Linked DNA regions of Pan troglodytes: region 2 is linked to region 1. Evidence: chromatin contacts called from public Hi-C data. All regions are on one chromosome and are shown on one strand. Each heading gives the region's core, a stretch centred on a gene start, on an enhancer-like site or on the middle of the called end of the contact. The rest is flanking DNA. Distances are from core to core; before and after follow the strand shown. Region 1 overlaps NSMCE2 (NSE2 (MMS21) homolog, SMC5-SMC6 complex SUMO ligase). Region 2 has its middle 200 kb from the start of TRIB1.

Region 1 (5,846 bases), core at 1,012-3,511:
GATAGTTGTTCCCTAGGAGGCATGTGTTTTGAAAGATCCTGTCTATTACATATTATGCTTGTGCTAGGCTTTCTCAGAATATTGAAAATAGCTTTTGAATCTCCACTGTAATTTTCAGGGAGTCCTAGAGGTCTAGAGATCTTCATAAGAAAACTGATCACTTTTTAAAAAAATTTTATTTATTTATTTATTTATTTATTTATTTATTTATAGATGGAGTCTTGCTCTGTCACCCAGGCTGAAGTGCAGTGGCATGATCTCAGCTCACTGCAAGCTCCGCCTCCCAGGTTCATGCCATTCTCCTGCCTCAGCCTCCCGAGTAGCTGGGACTACGGGCACCTACCGCCACACATGGCTAATTTTGTTTTTTTGTATTTTTAATAGAGACAGGGTTTCACTGTGTTAGCCAGGATGGTCTGTATCTCCTGACCTCGTGATCCACCTGCCTTGGCCTCCCAAAGTGCTGGGATTACAGGCGTGAGCCACCGCGCCTGGCCCTGATCACTTTTTAAATTCAGAGCATGAGTCTTTGATTAGGCTGGTTTGTGTGACTGTCACTGTGCTCAGTCCTGTTATTACAGCTGTGCTGAGGTACTTAGTGTGGCTGTTTTCCAGACTTGACTTGCTCAAATTACCATTTCTCTATCTTCTCCAGTTGCTTGCTGACCCAGCCTTTTCCACTATACTTAGTGGCAGTGACCATCCAAATATGAAAAAAAAAAAAACCAAAACAAAACCCGTTGTACTAGGATAGAAAATAAAGAGACAAGAAGGGCAAGAAGGCTCAGGTATTTGTGGTCATTAAAGCAGAAGTCTCTATGCTATTTTAATTGTTACTGTCATATGAGCCTCCTGATAATTTGTTTATTCGTGTTTGTACATATTCTGCATAATATCAGTATGTGCATTATTAGTGAAACCTAATTTTTCTCCTTTTTAAAATAAAAATTATAAATAGAAGTTCTGAGATTTTGCATGTACTCTGAGCTGCATGCATCCCACTTTAGAAACCTGTACTGAGAAAGCAGACTGATATTTTTTACTGACCAAAATACTAACCACCATGTCTACTGTAGCTTAGATTATTCTACAGATAATGCTGAGGATTCTGACATACAAACAGACAGGTAGGTTTAATTAGGGAAAAGTTCTAGAAGCAATTCCCCAAGTCACTGTGCTATTCAAATATAAAAACTCCACATGCATTTGGGATAAAAATAGCATATTCTGAAAAGTTGAGGGTTTTTTTTTTTTTTTTTGAGACAGAGTCTTGCTCTGTCGCTCAGACTGGAGTGCAGTGGCACGATCTTGGCTCACTGCAACCTCCGCATCTTGGGTTCAAGCAATTCTCATGCCTCAGCCTCCCGAGTAGCTGTGATTACAGGCACTGCCACCATGCCCAGCTAATTTTTGTATTTTTAGTAGACATGGGGTTTCGCCATGTTGGCCAGGCTGGTCTTGAACTCCTGACCTCAGGTGATCCACCCGCCTCAGCCTTCCAAAGTGCTAGGATTATAGGTGTGAGCCACTGCGCCCGGCCAAAAGTTGAGATTTGTAAAAAATAAATTAGTATAGAGAGTTTCAGTTTTACTAGATAAAGTTTTAGAGATCTGTTTCGCAACAACATGAATAAACTTGACACTAATGAACCATACATTTAAAAATGGTTAAGGTGTTAAATTTTATGTTACGTGTTTTAAACACAATAAAACAATCAGTTAGATATTGGTGATTTATCCCCTGTAACCAATATTTTAACATCTACTATATAAGGACTCCATTTGGTCTCTGCAGACCAAATTTTCTGCAGTTTTTGCTAGGTACTTTAAGCATTTTAGTCCCCTGTGGTTACATTATCAGAAAAATGAGAGTGCTTGTGATTCTTAATATAGAGCCAGATAAAATCCCTGAACACCAGTCCACTAAAGCTACTTTAATGGGATAAACTTTTAAATGAACCATTAATAATATACTCCACATATTTGCTATTTGGGGTCTGGGGAGGCAGATAGACAGAAAGAGATGGAAGAAAAGCCTGAGTTGACTTTCGTACTTTCAGTGTTCCAAAGCCTGGATATAAATGAAAGATGAGCATTTCTACTTAATTTATCTGGCTGGATTCCTGTGCCTAATGGCTGCATATATACCATAAACACTGTGAAGAAGCAACCATGGAAACACTTGTTTTCTTGTTGGGCTAAATTTACTCTGGATTGAATATTAACACAGTGCCTGGCAGTACTTTAAAAGCAAAAATAGCTTAAGCGTGATTCACTCTGAGTCATTTACTGCTGCTGCTGCTGCTGCTATACTGCCTAGAGCTTGACATTGAACAAGTTGGCAGCCTGTATTGCTACATTTTTTCTAGGAACTCTGAACACATTTCATTCTTGTGAATTCGCTTGTGCAACGATATTAAATAGAGTAATATGTTTATTTTGTTTCAAAGTCAAATGAATTTGAGAATGGTGAAACTGAATTATTTTTCTTGGGCTTTCTGGAAAAGCTAGATTCTCAGAATTCTCCCGTGGTTATAAGACTTACTCTATTTTATAAAGAATTAATAAAATGTCACTGAAGTTTTGTTTTAGACACTTTGGGCTTCGCTGATTGAAAACACCACACCAACTGAAAAATCACTGTGAAAAAGAACCTGGTAGTACTGTCAATATCAAGTAGGATTCATTAATTTTCTGACATTACTGGACAAGATGGTTCATGCCATTCAGAAAGCTCTTTTTCTTTCTTCTTCTTTCCTAATACAGTGAGGCATACAACGTAGCCTGCCTTATGGTTAAGTTGGGTGTATGACTTGTAAACTTCCCTCTTGCTATTAAAGATTATATAATGGGAAGTTCATTGGTTTTGAAAGGCAGACCAAACCCACCCATGGGATTTCTATTGGCTTTTTAGATGTATTGCATTTCTCTGAGTAAACCCATGTGGCTGAGAAATAGTGAGTAGCTTGTTGGCTGACTGTGGGAAAACCTATGAAGGATCAGTTGATCTCATTTGGGCAGGAGTCAGAAATGGCTGAGAATCTAAAACTATATATATGAGGATGGTTTTCTCTTGATGTTGCAATCTTTATTTTAACATGTTTTTGTGTTTAGCTTTTGGAGTTGCCTAACAGTATAATTTCAAATGAGGTTTAGTTTCAGCTGTTTAATTTTAAACTGTAGGGAACATGATTAAAAAAAATTAAGGCATTATCATTTGCCTTAGAATTTTAATGGTTTGTATAGAAAGAGTTTTCCTGTGACAACCTAAAACAAAAATGAGCCTAACCTAATTCTTGATATTATTTGAATTGTTTTACCATAAAATTCTTACATTAGAACATGTAACTCTGTCAGAGAATTTCAACATAGTTGCATAAATTGTGTTTCATATTACAACTTGTTCTCTGCTTGACTTCATTGAAAGTAATAAAAGGACTCTTTCAGAAGGATCTGGTGAGTTAACATCATTATTTAAAAAAAAAAAAAGTAAAGAACTTACTCATAATGTATCCTGTGTTGCTAAGTTTTCAAAGTTAGCTATCTCAGCCACACCCAAAAGCCCTTTCAGAAGATTGAAATCCACTTATTCATTTATGCTGGCTTAGAATTTTCTTCCTAGTAAGATCTGAGATCGATATAAATTTTCCATGAAATATATGATGAATGCAAGAAAAACTAACATTTGGAATTTGAGTTGCTGCCAAGTCTTGTGTGTAATATATAGTTCTTTATTCTGTGGTTAAAGAGATTTCTTATAGCAGGGCTTTCTCTAACTTGGGCCCTGTGGGTGCTAAAAATATCTCGAAGGTATTTTTTATGTTCCAAAGGGATACTATGACCCTTCCTCAGAGCTAGAATATAGGATACCAGTCCTGCAGTAGCATTCCCCATATCATGGTCATACCCACCCTCTACTGCTACATTTCCAAGGCATATAAATGAGTTTTTCATATGGCTTGAAAATTAGCTCAACAAAGTTTAAATAACCAACCATGTCAGGTTGTAAACTAAAGGGGATAGTCTAAATGAGTCTCAGAATAGCCCAGTAGCCACTGTGTTATTAATGCCTTTACATAGATGTATCTCTTTTATTGAGACAAGATCTCACTTTGTCACCCATGCTGAAGTGCAGTGACGCAATCATGGCTCACTTCAGCCTCAACTTCCCTCACTCAGGTGATCCTCCCACCTCAGACCTGAGTAGCTGGGATTACAGTTGTGTACCACCATGCCTGGCTAAGTTTTGTATTTTTTGTAGACACAGGGTTTTGCCACGTTGCCCAGGCTGGTCTTGAACTCCTGGGCTCAAGCAGTCCACCTGCCTCAGCTTCCCAAAGTTCTGGGATTACAGGCATGAGCCACTGTGCCCAGCCAGATGTGTCTTATCCATAGACATATTATAGGTTGCGTATCACTTACGTGAAATGCTTGAAACCAAAAAGTGTTTCAGACTTCAGGTTTTGGAATATTTGTATATACATAATGAAATATATTAGGGATAAGACCCAAGCCTAAATGCAGCATTCATTTATGTTTCATATGTAGCTTACACAAATAGCCTGAAGGTAATTTTATACAATGTTTTTAATAATGTCGTGCATGAAACAAAGTTTTGACTGCATTTTGACTGCAACTAGGTGTGGAATTTTCCACATGTGGCAATGTGTCAGTATTCAGAAAGTTTTGGATTTTGAAGCATTTCAGATTTTGGGATTAAGGATGTTCAACCTATAAATGAGATGATGTGAAAGTCTTCACACAGGGCCTAGCATAAGGTAGGCACTCAATAATAAAGCTCATTAAATCAGAATTTATATTATAAATATTCACCTTATTTGGCCTGGAAGTTTTCTTTCTTTCTTTTTATTTATGTGTATACTCATTTGTCAAATTTGTATTATATGCCAGAAACTATAGGATATTTGAGACAAATTAATAAGCCTTCAAGAATTACATTCTTAACTTGAAAAAGCAGGCATGCAAATTATTAAATATATTAATCATATGCTTTTTAAAAAGATTAGGTATAAGGATGTCATTGCCTTAAAGTAGGAACGATTTTTAAAAATTTTTTAATTGAGAAATAATAATTATATATATTTATGGAATACAGCGTGTTTTGATATATGTATACCTTGCGGAATAATTAAATCAAGTTAATTGACATATCTGTCACCTCATTTCCTTTTTTGTGATGAAAACTTTTGAAATCTCCTCTAAGTAATTTTGAAGTATACAAATACATTATTAATAATGTGATTTTCGTGCTGTGCAATAGATCACTAAAACTTACTCCTCCCATCTAACTGAAACATTGTAGTTTGGCCAACATCTCCCCATTTTCCCAACCCCTTCCCCCTTCCCCCTTCCCCCAACCTCTGGTAACCACCATGCTATTCTCAAAGTCTATGAATTAGCCTGTTTTAGATTCCACGTGTAAGTGAGATCATACAGTATTGGTCTTTATGTGCCTGGCTTATTTCACCTAGCATAGTGCCGTCCAGGTTCATCCATGTTGTTGCAAATGACAGAATTTCTTTTTAAACGCTAGCTAGTATTCCATTGTATATGTATATACCACATTTTTTAAATCTGTTCATCGATGAGAGACTCTTAGAGGCGGGGTGCAGTGGCACGACCTGTAATCCCAGCACTTTGGGAGGCTGAGGTGGGTAGATTGCTTGAGCTCCGGAGTTCAAGACCAGCCTAGGCAACACGGCAAAACCCTGTCCCTACAAAAGGAAAAGAAATAGCCAGGTGTGGTGGTGTGTGCCTGTATTCCCAGCTACCCAGGAGGCTGAGGTGGGAGGATCGTTTGAGCCCTGAAGGTCAAGGCTGTGGTGA
Region 2 (5,846 bases), core at 1,835-4,334, 410 kb after region 1:
GCAAGGCCACCCACACCCTCTCTATATTTACCAGAAACTTCTCTGTTGTAAATGTAAGCCCAACTCCCTTGTGAGTAACAACAAGTTACTGTAAATATAAATATGTGATTATGAAAATAAAAAATTGTGTGCATCCTAAAGAAATGTAAGGATACAGATACATAAAGTGTTAATTACACACAGTGCAACTGGAGTAATGTGTAAAGTGCCTTGAGATCAGTATTTGCATGTGGTGTGTTGGAAAAGACACAGGCTTTGAGGCTGGACACTTGGGTTTTGATTCCAGCTCTGCCACTCACTGTGTAACCTTGGATAAGTTTCTTAACCTCTCTGAACTTTGGTTTTCCCATTTAGATAAGGGAGAATGATAACTTCATGTCCTTCCAGTGGTGTATGTGCCACACTTTGGAAAACCCTGAAAGAGCGGACGCAGTCAGTGCTTGGGGAGCATGTGCAGGTGCTGAGATCCATGTGCAGCATGTTGATGTGCATGCAGCAACTGATTTTGATTTAATCCAAGCCTTCGGGACATTTTGCAGATGAAGCAGCCGCGGATTAAGGAGAGATTAAGTGACTTTCCCAAAGTCCCTAGCCAGGAAACAGTGGAAATGGGGATCAAAGTGGATCATTGGACCCCAGACCCAATATATTTGGCATGATTGACAGCATTAAGCACACGGTGGTGGCCAAGAAAGTTTTTGAATGAGGAAAGCAACTGCAGAGAGGTGGCATGCGACAGCTGAAGGAACGCCGATGAGAATGCCGACGTAAGAGTTCTAGAATGTCGGTTCGAATCAGTGGCTCTCCAGTGGTGGCCGTGAAGCTGCAGGTGGCTGGGCTGCAGGGACTCTCTCCCTTCCTCCTGAGGGTGGGTTGAGGGACTCATCTGATGGATGTTTACTTTTTCCATTTTTCCTTTCTCAAGAGCAGGTCCTTCCCCCACCTTTTAAATTGTGATTTTGAGTAAGATTCCACTGGGGAGAGAAGAAAATATCTCTCTCTCTCTCTCTCTCTCTCTCTCTCTATATATATATATATATCTATGTATGTATACACGCACACAAATTTATAAAAATATATATTATGTATAAATATACAAAACATATAACTTTTTATATATATAAAAAATATTTTTTTGGTAAAAGCAGGTTCGAAGAGTTTTGTTTTAGGTGACCTTTAAGGTCTCCACTAAATCTCATTGGTTTTATAATTGGAGTGTGGGCATTTCTGCATCATGGTTATATAGTGTTGGAGAAGTCGGTCAGCATTCTATCTTCACTCCTTCATCTGTAAAATGGGCATGAGGAGACAAACACCACTCACTTCGCAGAGTTATCATGCGAACGTGCCCTAAGAAGAGCAAAGGATTCTGCAAAAGCATGGTATTAGTGAATTGGTGTCATCATCAACTATTTCTTGCATGGCATCTCTGAGCTGCCTTCTGGGAAGTGCTGGAGATATAGAGAACCACCAGACGCAGAGTCTGGTGGGAAATAAAGAAGCGTGGGTTGACAGTCTCCTGGGATATAGGTAAATGACCTAACAGTTTCAATGGGGAAATGATGAGTGCCCCAAGGTAAGCATGGTGGAGGGTCACAGACCCTGCCTGGGCCTGGGGGTGACAGGAAGACAGTGGAAGTTGTAGGAAAGTGACATCTGGCATGGATATTCAAGGGGGAGCAAAAATAATAATTACATTGAGTCTATATGTATATATTTTATTCACACACAATTTTGTGCATCCAAAATTAAGACTTGTAATCTTTCACTTCTCCTTTTGTGCAAGGATTTTATAGAGACAAAAGTAAATGCAAAGAGTATCATTGGGCCAATGTTGTGAACTTTGTTAATGACTTTTGCTCCACCCTTTTTGTCAACAAACAGAATTCAACCAACAAATGTGCTAGGGTCCGTTCTCTTGAGAAAACTTAACACACTTCCAGAACCATCAACTGTGAGAGCCTAGAGGGCCCCCTGAATATGTCCTGTCCAATATGTACACGGATAAGAAAATCTGGAACCTAGAGAGGTGAGGTGTCTTTACCAAGGCCAGTAAGTATAGGAGTCAGGTTGAGATCTGGGGGCTTATTGGGTATCACAGGCTCCAGGGACTTCAGAGTGGGAGCAGTGGTGTGTGCAGAGGCCAGGCCTAGAGGTCTGTAGTCTGAGGGCCAGGGTTGAAGTCCATCACTAATTTCATCCAACAATGGTTGCATGTGTATATGTCAGTTAGTAAGCTGTAGGCTGAGGGTATAGAGAGAAATAAACCATTTTCCTTGCTTTAAGACACAGGTACATAAAGTGTTAATTACACACAGTGCGACTGGAGTAATGTGCAAAGTTCTTTGAGATCAGTATTTGCATGTGGTGTATTGGAAAAGACACAGGCTTTGAGGTCGGACACCTGGGTTTTGATTCCAGCTCTACCACTCGCTGTGTAACCTTGAACAAGTTTCTTAACCTCTCTGAACTTCCCTTTTCTTATCTAGACAAAGGAGAATGATAACCCACCTATCAGCATTGATGAATAAAGAGTAAATAAGATACCACTGGTAAAGGGCGTGGGTCAATAACCTAGGACTATCATCACCAAGTGCAAGGGCTTGGGCAAGACATTCAACCTTCTGGGAGCTTTGAATGCTCTCACCATACAATGAGGTGATGGAAGTGAAATGTGCTTCGTAAAACTGTGACACGTTGAGCAAATCACTTTTGGGATTATTAGCCAGTCCTCACTAGCATATGAAAGGCAAGGTGGCAGGGCGGTTGTCAAAGTCCAGTGGGTTCTGTGGGTCGGAAGCCAGGCCAGTCTCTCTGATTTTATGCCTCTTTCACCCACTGCCCTTTTAGCCTCCAGTCATTTCCCTTCCATCACCTGAAACCTAACTGCATTGTGGACCAGAACCTGTAGATCTTAGGCTTGGTTTCTATTAGTAAAGCCCTTCTCCTGGGAGAGGGACTTACCATCAGGCCTGAGAAAGAAGTCAGGCGTGCTTGGAATGCAATTGCAAAAGAGGTTACAAGAGCCTGTGAGAATGCCGAAATCAAGTGATGTCGAGAGGTTTTGTTATTTTTGAAAAAATGACTCATTCTGAGAAACCCTGACAGCCTCAGAACATTCACCTAGTTGCTTGCATGCATAACCCGGAGCCCACTGCAGAGGAAAACAAATCCTGTTGTCACAGCTGAAGGAGGGGGTGGTGGGGGCAGTGAGGGCTGGTGGTGGGAATGGGAATAGGGATGGGGTGACCATTTAATGGAGGAAGAGTTTGAAAATGACTCTTGCTCTGCGAGTGGACTGTTTTAATTTCGCAAGTCCTTTTCTCTAAATTGTTCTATTCAAGCCATTACAGAACACATCCGCTTGGAGGCAACACATATTCTTTTTGCATTCAACTGAGCCAGCCACGGGAGATAAGATGATTCCCATTTGACCCTCAAAGGAAATGGGCTCTCAGATGGCTGAAGCTATTTGTCCAAGATGAGGGGGCAGAAGAAGAAAGGAGGGAGAGAAAAAGGAGGAGGAGGAGGAGGAGGGAGAAAGAAGGGGGTGGGAGAGGAGGGGAGGGGAGGGGAAGGGAGGAGAGGAAAGGGGAGGAGAGGAGAGAAACGAAAACCATGCTTGTCTTGTGGAGAAAGACTGGGAAGGGCTGTTTCCAGTGGGGGGCACCTGTTGGCCTCCTCATTGTGAGATGCTCCGGAGCATACGGGACCTCCGGTTAGGAGATGGGTTCTGGTTCTGCCCCTGGCCTTAGCCACCTGTGTGGCTTTGGGAAAACAGGTTCCTTCACCAAGTCACCATTCACATCTGTAAAAGTATGAGGATGAGTGGAGTAAAATATACTGAGAGCTTCTAAAACTTAGCAGGCACATGAACGTTCTGGAAAACTTGTTACAATATGGATTACTGGGTCCCTGCTCCAGGAATTCTGATCAGGAAGTCTGGGGAGGGGCTCCCGGGTGAGGCAGATGTTGCCCTTTAGTCTACTGACCTCCCTTGAGTAGCCTTGGTGGATGATCTTTAATACTCCTTCCTGTTCTGCCGTTCAGTGATTCAAAATATTCAAGAGCTCCCGGCCATTGTGCGCTGAGCCAGGGGCTGGGAATACAAAATAGAATAGGTTTCTGCCTTTCGGGCCTAGCAGTGTCAGTGTGGAAGCAGATGGGTGAGCGAATGGCATTGTCACACAAGGCCCACGGGGGAAGTGCTAAGGCAGGAGTGGTCAGTGCTTTGTGTGGGAGGCAGGCAGGGCTTCAGGGAGGAGGGTGTCGGGGTGAGCCTGTAGGGTGAGCCTTTGGGCCTTGGTTGTCCTTAGCCAGCAAGATGTGTGTGGGGCGATTTCTGGGGAGAGGGCGGTGTTGGCTGTTTGGAACGTGGCCCTCAGAGGACTGTTGGGCCAAGTGCTTGTTGCGTGAGCTGTGGCTTCAGTGCTGCTCAGAGTGATCTTTGGGCTCTGTCCTCCAGCTGAGCACCTGCAGTGCCCCTCTCCTTAGACGGCCCTGGGAAGAGCGGGCAGGAGCAGGTGGGCCAGGACCCTGGGACCACCTTGAAATATTTTCTAAATACAGTGCACACACACATATCCACACACAGATAAATATATAGAGATAGATGTGTACACACACAAACACACCCACACACAGGGTTAATCTTCCTTATTTGCAGATTCTATATTTGTGAATTTGCCTACTTGCTAATATTTGCTCGCAACCCCCAAATCAATACTCACAGCACTTTCTCAGTCATTCATGAACGTGTGCAGAACAGCAGAAAAATGGACTGACTCAACACCCGTGTTCCCAGCAGAGGTGAAACAAGGTGATGCTTTGCCTTCTTTTTTTCAGCTCAAACTGGAAACAAGTCTCCTTTTTGAGGCCTAGTTAGTATCATGTTTGGGGGACTTTTGTGCTTTTTGGGGTGATTTTGATGTTTTAAATGGCACCCAAGTGTAGAGCTGAAGTGCTGTCTCTTATTCCTAAATGCCAGAAGGCTGTGATGTGTCTTATGAAGAAAATACATGTGTTAGAGAAGCTTCATTGAGGCATAAGCTATGGTGCTGTTGGCTAAGGGCTCAATGTTAATGAATCAACAATATCTATTAAATAAGGTGTCTAAGCAAAAACACACATAAGACAAGGTTGTGTTTGATTACTTGATGAAAATGTTCTGACCAGAGGCTCACAGGAACCTAATCATTGACTTCCTCCAGGAAGAATGATTCACTATCCTCTAATTCAATGTTCATGACCACTTCATGGAACATAACTGCCACAGATAATGAGGGCTGACTGTATATGTGTCTTTCTGTGTATATGCATGTATGTGTGTAAGTGTGTACATATAACTGAGTGTGTCCGCTGCTTAGTATTGTTAGAGGCGTGTGAACCAGAGCAACTCCATTTTGAGTAGGAGCTGGGTAAAATAAGGCCGAGACCTACTGGGCTGCATTCCCAGATGGTGAAGGCATTCTAAGTCACAGGTTGAGATAGGAGGTTGGAACCAAATACAGGTCATAAAGACCTTGCTGATAAAACAGTTTGCAGTAAAGAAGCCGGCTAAAACCCACCAAAACCAAGATGGCTACGAGAGTGACCTCTGGTCGTCCTCATTGCTACACTCCCACCAGCATCGTGACAGTTTGCAAATGCCATGGCAATGTCAGGAAGTTACCCTATATGGTCTAAAAAGGGCAGGTGCGAATCATCTATCCCTTTTTTAGCATTTCATCAAGAAATAACCTTAAAAATGGGCAACCGGCTGTCTATGGAGTAGCCATTCTTTTGTTCCGTTACTTTCCCATAAACTTGCTTCACTTTACTCTTTGGACTTGCCCTGAATTCTTTCT

The links. Hi-C and Micro-C count contacts between places; a contact is called where the count stands out from the background.
Region 2: a contact with region 1 is called in a Hi-C map of stem cell-derived neural progenitor cells, with 4 times the contacts expected there. The contact joins two enhancer-like sites. A contact is called at or near these places in 2 of 7 Hi-C or Micro-C datasets (induced pluripotent stem cells and stem cell-derived neural progenitor cells).

The regions. Positions count from the first base shown.
Region 1 is chr7:135,547,075-135,552,920 of NHGRI_mPanTro3-v2.0_pri, forward strand. The region is part of intron 5 of NSMCE2 (NSE2 (MMS21) homolog, SMC5-SMC6 complex SUMO ligase); the gene reads left to right. Among named protein-coding and RNA genes, the nearest start is that of NSMCE2, 130 kb to the left of the region's middle. Within about 2 kb of position 2,262, at least 8 of the 24 cell types and tissues checked have an H3K27ac peak or open chromatin away from gene starts, as enhancers often do. A contact at or near this core is called in stem cell-derived neural progenitor cells, where this site is marked.
Region 2 is chr7:135,958,152-135,963,997 of NHGRI_mPanTro3-v2.0_pri, forward strand. No RefSeq gene overlaps it. Among named protein-coding and RNA genes, the nearest start is that of TRIB1, 200 kb to the left of the region's middle. Within about 2 kb of position 3,085, at least 5 of the 24 cell types and tissues checked have an H3K27ac peak or open chromatin away from gene starts, as enhancers often do. A contact at or near this core is called in stem cell-derived neural progenitor cells, where this site is marked.